Regions from separate parts of the Zea mays genome. Here regions 1 and 3 are each linked to region 2. A link is a contact called in public Hi-C data. All regions are on one chromosome and are shown on one strand. Each heading gives the region's core, a stretch centred on a gene start, on an enhancer-like site or on the middle of the called end of the contact. The rest is flanking DNA. Distances are from core to core; before and after follow the strand shown. Region 1 holds the start of LOC103635310 (dynamin-related protein 5A). Region 2 holds the start of LOC100856943 (dopamine beta-monooxygenase). Region 3 holds the start of LOC100278401.

Evidence for each region. Hi-C and Micro-C count contacts between places; a contact is called where the count stands out from the background.
Region 1: a contact with region 2 is called in a Hi-C map of leaf, with 5 times the contacts expected there. The contact joins the promoter of LOC103635310 here to the promoter of LOC100856943 in region 2. A contact is called at or near these places in 10 of 25 Hi-C or Micro-C datasets (bundle sheath, ear, endosperm and 4 more) and 1 of 3 datasets of contacts at active chromatin or transcription factors (leaf).
Region 3: a contact with region 2 is called in a Hi-C map of endosperm, with 3 times the contacts expected there. The contact joins the promoter of LOC100278401 here to the promoter of LOC100856943 in region 2. A contact is called at or near these places in 10 of 25 Hi-C or Micro-C datasets (bundle sheath, ear, endosperm and 3 more).

What each region holds. Positions count from the first base shown.
Region 1 is chr8:67,940,431-67,943,899 of Zm-B73-REFERENCE-NAM-5.0, forward strand. It overlaps LOC103635310 (dynamin-related protein 5A), which reads right to left and starts at 2,183. Exons shown (of 16, transcript XM_008657794.3): 1 at 1,625-2,183; 2 at 1,092-1,155; 3 at 887-991; 4 at 453-554; 5 at 180-230; 6 at 31-92. The coding sequence starts at 1,753.
Region 2 is chr8:68,100,014-68,103,717 of Zm-B73-REFERENCE-NAM-5.0, forward strand. LOC100856943 (dopamine beta-monooxygenase) reads left to right here and starts at 2,153. Exons shown (of 3, transcript NM_001254829.2): 1 at 2,153-2,574; 2 at 3,255-3,651. The coding sequence starts at 2,404.
Region 3 is chr8:68,233,934-68,237,655 of Zm-B73-REFERENCE-NAM-5.0, forward strand. It overlaps LOC100278401, which reads left to right and starts at 2,333. Exons shown (of 5, transcript NM_001361336.1): 1 at 2,333-2,670; 2 at 3,254-3,722. The coding sequence starts at 2,579.

The DNA.
Region 1 (3,469 bases), core at 933-3,432, 160 kb before region 2:
AAAAATGAAGGCAGTTGCAGTTAACCATACCTTTTCAATATATGAGCGAACCATGTTTTCAATGTCCTGAACAATATTCTCCGGTTGGCCCTCTGCCAAGAATAAAGACAATAGCAGATTAGGACAAGTCACAAGAACATCTAAATAAAGAACAAGAAAAAAAATCGATAATCACTTACCAACGGCTACTTTAGTAAGCCCAGGAAGATCAATAAGAGTAAGATTCACAACTGCAAGAATGTAAAATTGTCAAGCACAACAAAAAAATAAGGGGCATGGAACTATATCAGATAAACCACATAACACACGGTACGGCTGTCCAACCAATTACCGAGTCAACAAGCTAAAGGAAACCCATAAATCCTTTGCAACAAACAAAATCTCTAGGAAGCGAACAGTTGAGATGTGATAATGAGACGCAACAATGTACCCTGCTAAAGTTTGCATCTTACCATATGGAGAAAATATGCTTAAATGGATAGGGACAGGTGATATTTGCTTTGAACGGCCTGTTTCTCTGTCGGTTTCATCAGCTATCTCCTTCCTCACGGCAGCTGCAAGAATACAACTATCATTGTGTACCAAATACCATTTGGATAAATTGAGTTTACAGTTTAAAATTCAGACAAGTCTGGTTTACCATTGAAGACCATTTCCCACAAAACAAGTGTGAGTGTTAGTTCATGTTTAAGGAAAATACAGCAAACCAGAAGCTAGTACAGTAGCATAACTAATGCAATAATATAAAAAGGATGTTTCAATGAGCATCATGAAATTCAACTATAGAGCAGTCCTCAACCATAGGTGACAATGTAATTTGATATAATTATATCTCATCAGTCATGAACCATGCAGCTCCCAAAGGAAAAAGGAGCAGATGAATTACCAAAATCTGTAAATCTCTTTCTTGGAAGGTGCATAAACTCGGCGTATTCCCTGTCACCATCAATTCTGTGGAGCTGCAGTACCAGCGGCCGCCGGGTTACAATGCCTGCAGATACCGTTCCAATCACAATACTAACATATCAGAACACCTAATTCTAGAAGATAGAACTGGACTTCACAGGAGATACTTCTTGCCAAAACAATACCTGAACCCCTCGGTAAGAAATCCTTCCCAACCACGCTCTCCAACACAGAGGATTTACCAGAGCTCTGTCAGCAAAATTCAAACGTCAAACTACGGCATTGTTTGAATTATGCATGAAGAGATCGAAACGAGCTTATATATGTTCATGAAAACAACAGTCCAGTTTGAGGAATAGCATCGAACTACGATATTTATCACGGAAACATCACATGAGCATACTCGCATCCCTACTTGCTCACACTAGTGACTAGCTTCCCAACCAGACGGAAGTCCAAGACTCAGAGATTAAGCAATCACGCGAGCGGCTGGGCGCATCAAAACTGCTTCGGATTCAAAAATGTAAGTGACCAAAATCTAACTTCCTGGACTCCGAGAAATTGCAGATCCAAGCAGCGCCAGGCCGCATCAACAACTAACCATCGCGGTTCCACCACCAGCAACCCGCGAGATCCACCCCCACGAAGCTGGGGTGACAGCACCAGATCCGATCAGAACCAACACAAAAAAGCGTGCCATAGAAGGGAAGACGGGCACCTGTCCTCCAACGACGGCGATGGCCGGCAGCGAGTCCCAGAGCGTCGGGAGTGCACTCTCCTCTCCGTGGTCTCCGAGAGCCGTGCAGGCCCTCTGCAGCTTGTTGACGAGGGTGATCAAGTTATCCATGGCCGCAGCGCAGGGTGGGCGATACCTGGCCGGGTCGCGCCACGCGGCGGGGGAGGCGAGATCGAGACGCGGAGCAGGAGAAAGGAGGCGTGGAGGGGGGAGACGAGGCGAGGCCGACCGCCCAGCCGCGTCTAGGCGTCGGTCGTCGGGCTCGAGCTGTGGCCTGGACCCTGGACCTGGAGATGTTGCGCAGGCTAGCGACGGCCGACGGTGGTCTGGTCTGGGTGTTTGGAGGCGTCTGCGGGAGTTGATTTGGGACTTCAAAGGCTTCGTGGAGAAGAAATGGGCGTGGCGTCTGGCGTACCGGCGTAATTTTGGTGAAGTTTCTGTAAATTTGATCTCCTGAATTTAGTTTGAAATATGTGTTTAGTTCAGTAAAGTTTACTTGTAAGAACCTGAAAAATACCAGTAATTCAGCTCTGTTTGGACTTTGGAACGTATGATTTTTCTATAAATAAAACTTCTAAACTCTGTGTACAATTTCTATACATTTTTTGCGTTCTAAACGAGGACACAATTCTATGCCCAAAGATACACAAGGCAAGTTACAATATCCTCATCATCTAGAGCACCAAATTAGCTATCAAGTTCGGGCAATGTTTTGCCATCCAGCTTAAAGGTGTCAAAATCGATAAATTGTTACGACAATATAGTACAATTTCCAATGGCTTCTCTCTAATACACAAAGAATCTGTATGTTGGTGTTGATCCAGACGTCAATCACTGCGTTGAGAACCGGCGGCGGTGCTCTCTGCGGAGACACGGACGGTCTGCGGCCAGGGGTCGGACGATCCACAACCTGTCGTAGGGCTCAGGTTCCTGCCTGACGGGCTGGACGGTCTGCGCGTGCGCAGGGGCGGCGGTGTTCGCCGACAACGCCTGTATCTCGCTCCCGGGAGGGACCCTGTCGGGGAGGAGAGATTCTAGACCTTGTCTAGGGTCGGCAAGCCACCCTAGACACCTCTAATCGACGTAGAGCCGAAGAGAAGTGGAGAATTTGGGATAGAGAAGGGCTAAACTAAAGCTAAATTAGAACTACTCCAAATGTACAGGATAAAACGAGAAATATATTGATGATTGATTCGATTGTTAATGATTCAATCTATCGTAGCCCTCCACATATATATATATATATATATATATATATATATATATATATATATATATATATATATATATATATATATAGGGGAGGTCTGGACCCGTTACACGTGATTTCCCGAGCTAATTCCGCGGATCTAGCTAACCAATCCTGTAAGAAACTCGGAACCCAAATTGATCCTGTGCGCGCGTGGACCGTCCACGCCACCAGTGCGGATCATCCGCCCGGTCGGTTTTGGCGCCCAACATATGCCCCCTGCCTTTTAGCGGAGCTGAGCGAACCAAAAGCAACTAACTCGATGTGATCACATCGGTTTTCTTAAGCATCTTGCCACATACTAGGATGATACTGCTTGAGGAAACGCCTGTTTAATGCCTTGGGCAAGTCTTTGCCTTGTAGTGTTTGCAACAAGTAGGCGTTACCGGACATCACCTGTGTAACCTTGTAAGGGCCTTCCCAGCTTGGCGACCACTTCCCAATCGATCTTTGCTCCTTAGAGGCAAGACAGTCTTCCATACCAGGTCCCCTACCTGAAACGATTTAGCCTTGACTTTCTTGTTGTAAGCTTTGGCGACCATGATCCTGTCCTTTTCTATTTCTCCTAAGGTTGTCAC
Region 2 (3,704 bases), core at 903-3,402:
ATATAGATTTTTCCGTAGAGTATATCTAGAAGTGAAATAGCCTTTAAGTATTCATCTTCCAATTCTAACTTAGTTATACCTTACTTCTCAAAAGGACTCACGAAATACTTTTTCGAGTAGATTATAGTCTAAAGTTTATAAAACAGTTGTATTGGTTCAGAGTGGTTCAACTTGCGCACGTAGCTGTTGAACCGGCCTGCACCAGTCGAACTGTGTATTTAACAATCTTTCGAAGTTTGTTGTGAAAATTTTCAGATTAGCCTATTCACCCCCTCTAGGCTACTTTCAATGTTCCAATAGACTCGCCATCTTCTTCGCTTCATCTCGCTTGGCATCAGCTTCACTCCGCTCGGTATCTTTGCCGAGGCTGTGGCACTCACCATCTCTCCACACCTGCCCTCCACTACCATGCTTCGTGCGCGCTCTCCCGTCCTCCGTTGCCACGGTTTGCTCGTGCTCTCCGGTCATCCCGCTCTCTCGATCTCGACAGCGTCGGCTCGTCCGCTAGAGGCAGGGCAAGGCTAGAGAGTGCGGGCACCTGAGCCGACAGTAGTGGGGCTAGTTTGTCATCGCCTACCGCGGCACAGGCGACAAGGGGAATGGACTGAAGAACGACGGATGCCACGAGCCCACGACTAGCGAGGGGACAAGAACGAGGGGGCAATGGCAGAGGCGGTGCTCCCGGAGCGACCTGTAGGACATCCTCCTCTTGGCTGGTTACGATAGCATCTACATGTGCTTTTTCTCGAGCATCTCTCAGTACTGGTGCTTGCTCTAGGCGTTTATGCTCGGCAAGTTCTTGGAGCACATCGTCCAAATGGCTCGAATGTCCCCAAGGTACTCGATGAAATGTCAAAAACGAGTTTATTTTGTCTGCTACCTTTTCCTCCGTATGTGATTACGTGTCCTTCCATCACATGTACTGGTCAGCTCTCATTGCAACTGTGGAGGTAGAAGAAGAGGTGAGGAGCGGAGATGACAAGTTTTCCTACAGTTTGTTTGAGCAGAAATACGAGTTGGAGGGAAGAAAACAAGATTTAGAGAGTCTGCTAGTTTATCTTACCATTTGAGAAGCTTTCTATTTTCTATTTTTCAGCGACCACATAAAAGTCTAAATTTAGTTAAGATTATACCTAAACTCTTGGAGTTGCTCTCTGCGAGATTCAGAACCGTGTCTGGTAGCCGATCGAGTTGACGCCTGGGCTGAAAACGAGCTGAGCCGAGCCCGGCTCGGTGCAGTTGCGAGGCGAGCCAGGCTCGGATCGGTCATGTTGCAAGCCTGACCGAGAGGCTCAGCTCGGCTTGGTAACGGCTCGCGAGCCAGCTCGAGCCAGCTTGCAAGTCTCACACTAAATCATGTTTAGAGTATAAATTATATATTTTTTATTATATATAAGATAAAAAAATTATGTATACTATATTTTTAGACTACAATATAAGTGTATCACGTATTAAATTCAAGAATTTCATTAAAATAGTTTAAAACATAATAATAATAATAATAATAATAATAATAATAATAATAATAATAATAATAATAATAATAATAATAATAATAATAATAATAATAATAATATACTCGACGTTGTTAGCTCGGCTCGCGAGCTAGACCGAACCGGCTCGGCTCGCAGTTCTGACGAGCCGTAAAAACAGGCGTCATCTCGGACTCGTTTTGGCTCGCGAGTCGAACCCGAGCCGTCTCGTCGAGCCCGAGCCAAATTTCCACGCCTATTGACGCCATCACTTTTTCACCTCCAAGAAAGTTGGCCCCGTACACCATTATGTACTATTACTTCCCTACAATTTTTTCACAGCTGAAGCAACCAAAATGTTTATCACCTGATCTTCCACTACACACTCTTCATTCCCACACCCTTCGCTTCTCACTCCAGGAAACCCACATGTTTCCAGCAGTACACGAGTGGGTGCGCGAGTGCTCTTTTTCCTCCCCTTCCTTTCGCGGCCTTTGCACTCCACCGGACCAGGACACGGTCACCACTTGAACCGCTTCCAGATCTGGAGCCGGCATGCCACTGTGACGCAGACACGGCCGAGAGGGACACCCAACCCAGCGGCGGCACCAACCGTTGCTTCACAGGCACCAATCATAAGCTGGCTGGGCTCCGAGATGCACCACTAGCGACACATCACCCACCCAGTGAGATCGCCAACCCAACGCAAACGCATCGAGGAATAGAAGAAGGCGAGGATAAAAAGAAAACTTTCGCACCACCAACTCACACTGACCGCAACTTCCCAACAATCTCGGTCCCTCCCTCCCTCCTCCCTAAACTCCCCAGCAACCCGCGGCCGAGCCCCGTAGTCCGTGCACCAGTTGTCTCGCGTCGTCGTCGTCGCCGGGGCTGCAGCCTGCAGGCAGCGACCTAGCTAGGAACGGGTGACATGGCGCGTGCGGCGGCGTCGGTGGCCGCGGCGCTGCTCGTCGTGCTCGGCGTGGCAGCGTCGGTGGCGACGGCGCAGATGGAGACCTGCAGCGGCGACCTCCCACCCGTGCTCGCCGCCAACTACTCCGGCCTGGCCTGCCAGCCGGTCTGGAACAACTTCGTGCTCCGGGTACGTACGTGCAGTGCACGCGCGCGCCGTCGCCATGCCTGTCCGCACTCCGCAGTCCGCCTTGCTGCTTTCTGTTGCTGTTCGGTGCAGCGCCAGTGGTTCGGTTTCTGGGGCTTGGGATCTCGCGAGAACAGCCAGGGGTGGGTGGATCTTGTTGCCTGCAGGCTGCAGGCGAGATTGCCACTCAGATGCTCTGCTTGCGTTGTTGCTTGTTGAACTTTCAGCATAGCAAAGCCTTTCCAGCGGCTGTAATAAATCGATAGCTGGTAAGGGATTTCTAGCTAAACGACGCAGCATTCTAGGCAGCAACCTGCAATGCGGAAATCCTCAGGATCAGAAATCAGAATCCGTTTTGGAGGTAGCACAGTAGCAGAGCCAATAGAGCTGAAAGCGTACAGTTCAGATAAAGGGGACCAACAGGCAACGTGCAATTGCATTATTGATCTACCTATCTATCATCAAGCACGACAAAGAGAGTAATGCAATAGTTAAAAAAAAGATCCTCGGCTGTAGCTGTTAGTAGCATTATATTTCGACTATCCATCCAGATTGTTGTGATGAACTGTGGACAATCTATATAGCAAGCACAGCATAGAGTACATCTGCATGCAGCATTTCTGACTGACGTATGAACCAAACCATCTCCTCATGTATCCATCCATTGCAATTGCAATTTTCAGTACCACCAGGACAAGGACAACGTGCTGCGGGTGGTGCTGTCCACGATGTACAGCACGGGGTGGGTGGGCATGGGGTTCTCCAGGGACGGCCTCATGGTCGGCTCCAGCGCCATGGTGGGGTGGATCGGCAAGAAGGGGCTCCCCCACGTCCGGCAGTTCGCGCTGCGGGGCAAGAGCAGCTCCAAGGTGGTGGTCGACCGTGGCTTCCTCGTTTCCAACGACCACGACCACACTGTCGTGGTGCAGCAGGCCAAGATCTACCTCGCCTTCCAGCTCAGGTTCTCCTACCGCCTCACCCACCAGCACATCGTCATGGCCTTCGGCAACAGCATCCCCGTCAAGAACAGGCTCACCAGGCACCAGGACAAGACCTCCTTCACCTTCGATTTCACAACGGGTACGTACGGTACGGTACAGCAGTCGGCTGAATGACACATTTTAGTGGCCAAT
Region 3 (3,722 bases), core at 1,083-3,582, 130 kb after region 2:
AACAGCGTAAATGACGGGTTCTGGCTCGAGCGGATTTAAGTGTAAATCGTGAACCAAAACAGCGTAAATGAGTATAAATTTTAGCGTAAATGAATAGAAATATCAGAAACAGACAAATAGATGGAAGCGGATCCATGAACTGAAATATAGGTCATAAAATCCTATTGACATTGGCATAAATATGTATACAAAATAGCATAAAAATAGGATCGCCGTCCTGCGGAACCAGCGCCTCGCATCTGGGATGCGCCACCACTTCGTGCCTAGGGGAGGATGTCGTCGTCGCTAGCGCCTAGGGAAATCCGCCGTCGCGACCGCTGGCACATCGTCGTCGTGCGCACCTCATGGGGCCGCCGCCGCGTGCGTGCCCTCGGGATCCGATGCCGCAGCGTGTCCCTAGATTCGCCGTCGCGCCACAGGAATCCGCCATCGCGAGCGTGTCCCCAGATCCGCCGTCGCGCCTCAGGGATCCGCCGTCGCGAGCGTGTCCCCAGATCCATCGTCGCGCCACAGATGCTGGAGTGGCGGTGGCGGTGGCCATCGCAGAGACGGACGGGACAACCGCCGTTGTCACCGGGCCTAGGGTGCGCTGCCGTCGTCCGTCCGCTTCAAGAGCGCCGTCACCGCTTGCTCGCCTGCCTCGGAGCGTCGTTGTCGCTCGTTCCTGGTGGAGCGCCGCCGTCGGTCGCCTGCCTCGAGGTGACACCGCTGCTGGCCCCCAGGATCACCGCCGCCGCTAAAACCTAATTCCTGGCGGCGTGGGGGTGTTTTTATAGTGGTGGCGTGGGCCGGATCGTGGGCCCGATGCACGTAATATGCGCAGACTATATTTGCATAAACTGATACACACATCAGCATAACTCGTATTATATTTTGGCGTAAGCAGTTAGGTACAATAAGCCAAAAAGGGTCCGGTGCGGTCGCGCACCTGGTCGGTACGTGGTCGGGGCTTCCTATAGTTAAATAGAGCCTAGGGCTCTAAATACATATACTATATATATATATATATATATATATATATATATATATATATATATATATATATATATATATATATATATATATATATATATATATATATATATATATCCACAGTCAAGCGCAGCAGCCTCCTTTCGGATCCCCGGCGTGTAGCACTGCAAAGACGTAAAGAGCATGGCAGTTGGTCAGAAGCTAGGGCCGTGCTCGTGCGTGGAGCCGTTGGTCGTCCTGGCCCTCATGATGTGGGCATCGGACGGCGCCGGTGCCTCTCACGACAGCGCCGCCGGCAGGCGAGCAGCAGAGCACCAGCGGCGGATAAAAAATAATATTTGAACGAATAAACAAATCAATCACAAAAACAAAAATCTAGAAAAGAAAAAAAATCTGTACGAACAAATCTACATAAAAATGAAAAATCTAGAAAAAAAAACAAATCAGTGATAAAGACAAAAATACTACACATCTATCATGGGGATCGAACCCACAACCACAGGTTATGAGTCTTACTATCTATCAACTAAGCTAGACGAGTTTTGTGGTTATAATTGAGCTCGGCGCCAAAATCTATGGCGCCGAGCTTGGTGCCAAGTCGGCGCCACGACGTCCGAGTTATGCCAGCGCAGCACGTACCTCGGCGTCATAGCTTATGGCGCCGAGCTGTGTTACCTCGGCGCCATAGCCTATGGCGCCGAGCAAAGGGTACAAAAATGACATTAAAATTTTTTAGGGTCTAAACGTGATTTTTTTCCGAGAAAGGGTCAAAATGCAAAAAAAATGCAGGCCGGTGGACGCGCGCATCCACATCGAATCCGCCCGTCCGTCAAGAATCCCGTGGCCAACATCCTTTCCTCTTTCCCCAAGCCAAGACGCATCCGATGACCCCACACGTCAGTGAGTCCCAGTCGGTTAGGTGGCCCGGAGAGGGCAGTGCCCGCCCAGTTGTTGCCGAGTTTTGGAGCAGTAATCGCCGTCCACCTCTGGAGTGATCAGATCACGGCCGTAAGCTAAACGAGGGCTGCCGTTTGGCTTATCTGGACTGCAGGGAAGGCCCACCTGCCTGTCTCCGAGTGACGTGGTGTCTGCTGCTGCTAGTGCTTTGCTACGGTGGGCATCCGGCGTTTATGTGTCTCAACTCAAATCTTAACGCTTGCTTGCAGTTGCAGTGCAGCGTGCAGGTCTAGGAGACGAACGGGTTCGCTTGTGCAAATCCCATGGAACTTCGAGCTAAATCACGCACCTATGCCTCTGCGCTGGGATTACGGAAATGCCCATCAGCGTCGGCGTTTACCACAAGAGTGCCACGGCCTCGCAGGGCGAGAAAAGGTGCGGAAGAGTGGAGGGCGTTGCCGGTAGAGTGGAAATGATAAAGCCTCGGCCCTTCAGGCTGGCTCTGCTCCTCCTCCTCCTCGCCATTGCTGTGCGTTCTCCGCCTCACCAGATTTCGCAACAGAACCTTCGTTCCCTGCCGTCTCTTGTCGGTCTGGCCGGCCGAGGTGGGTGATCTGTAGAGCGAAACGCCGAGCCGGGAGAGGAGGGAGGCCGCACCGGCGATTGTAGAAGCAGAACCGGTGGAGGAGTAGAGGAGGGCGCCGAATCGATGCGCGGCTCCGCGGACGCCGTCGTGGTTGCTCGGGACGTGGTGGCCTCGTCGAGCCCGTCCAAGGCCGCGTCGGCGTTGGACATGACGAGGTACGCGAATCCACCACCAATCCCGTTCGCCTGCCGCTGCAGCTGCAGCTGCAGCGTTGTGTTCGTCGGTGTTCTTTCCTGAGACCAAAGCCGCGAATTTGCGCTCTCGTTTCCGCAGTCAGTGGTTGTTGCCGGCTCCTGCGGGGCTGATTCGAACAAGTTTCTCCCTTTCGTGCCGTGTTCGCGGCCCTTCTCTGCTGTTCTCTTCGCAAGCTCTTCGAGGCGCCGTTTGATCTGCGGGCAGGCCAGTTGTTCTCGCGTCTCGCAGCCTGTGTCTCACCCGCCCACCTGTGCTGGTTGGTTCTTCGCTGGTCTCGGTTCGGTTCTCCATAGATTGCAGGTTTTCGTTCTGAATTATCCGCTCGGCTTTCTGGGATGATTATTTCTCTGCACAGATCTCTGAACCGTTCGTTTAACGTGGAGTCCTGCTGCGGTTTGCGAGCGTTCTGGTTTTCTGCGGTTGCAAATTCACGCAGGAAGACGAGATTTTGCACATCTTTTCATCCATGACTCCAGGTGCTGGACCTTACTCTTCCTCGATCCAGTCGCTGACTCGAATTCCGTCTGATTGATTCCCCTGCAGATACCCGAGGCTCAGCCCAGATGGCCTCCCGCTGCCCAATGGCAGCGGCAGCGGCGCGAGCAAGAAGCCTGCAGCGCCGGTGTCGCCGGCCCCCAGATCGAGCAAGGATGACGTGGCACCGGCCGTCGCCACCGACAGCTCCCGCATCGCGGCGTTCCTAGCCTCGACGTCGCTCGAGCCCAAGCCGCGCGCTCGCGCACCGCAGCCACAGCCGACGGCTCCTAACTCGGCGCCCACCGCAGCCGTCGCCGCGAACAGGAGCCCCGCGCGCGACCACGGCCACGGCCACTGCTCCGACCACTCCGATCCCGCCTCCCCGAGCTCCACCGGGGCCCGCGAATTGCTGCTCCGGTGGGGACAGAACAAGCGCATGCGCTGCCGCCGCGACTGCGCGTCCGCGTCGCCGCAGCGGCGGCAGGCGGGCGGCAAGATACCGCGCCGCTCATCGTCGCCGGCGGCGGACAATCTG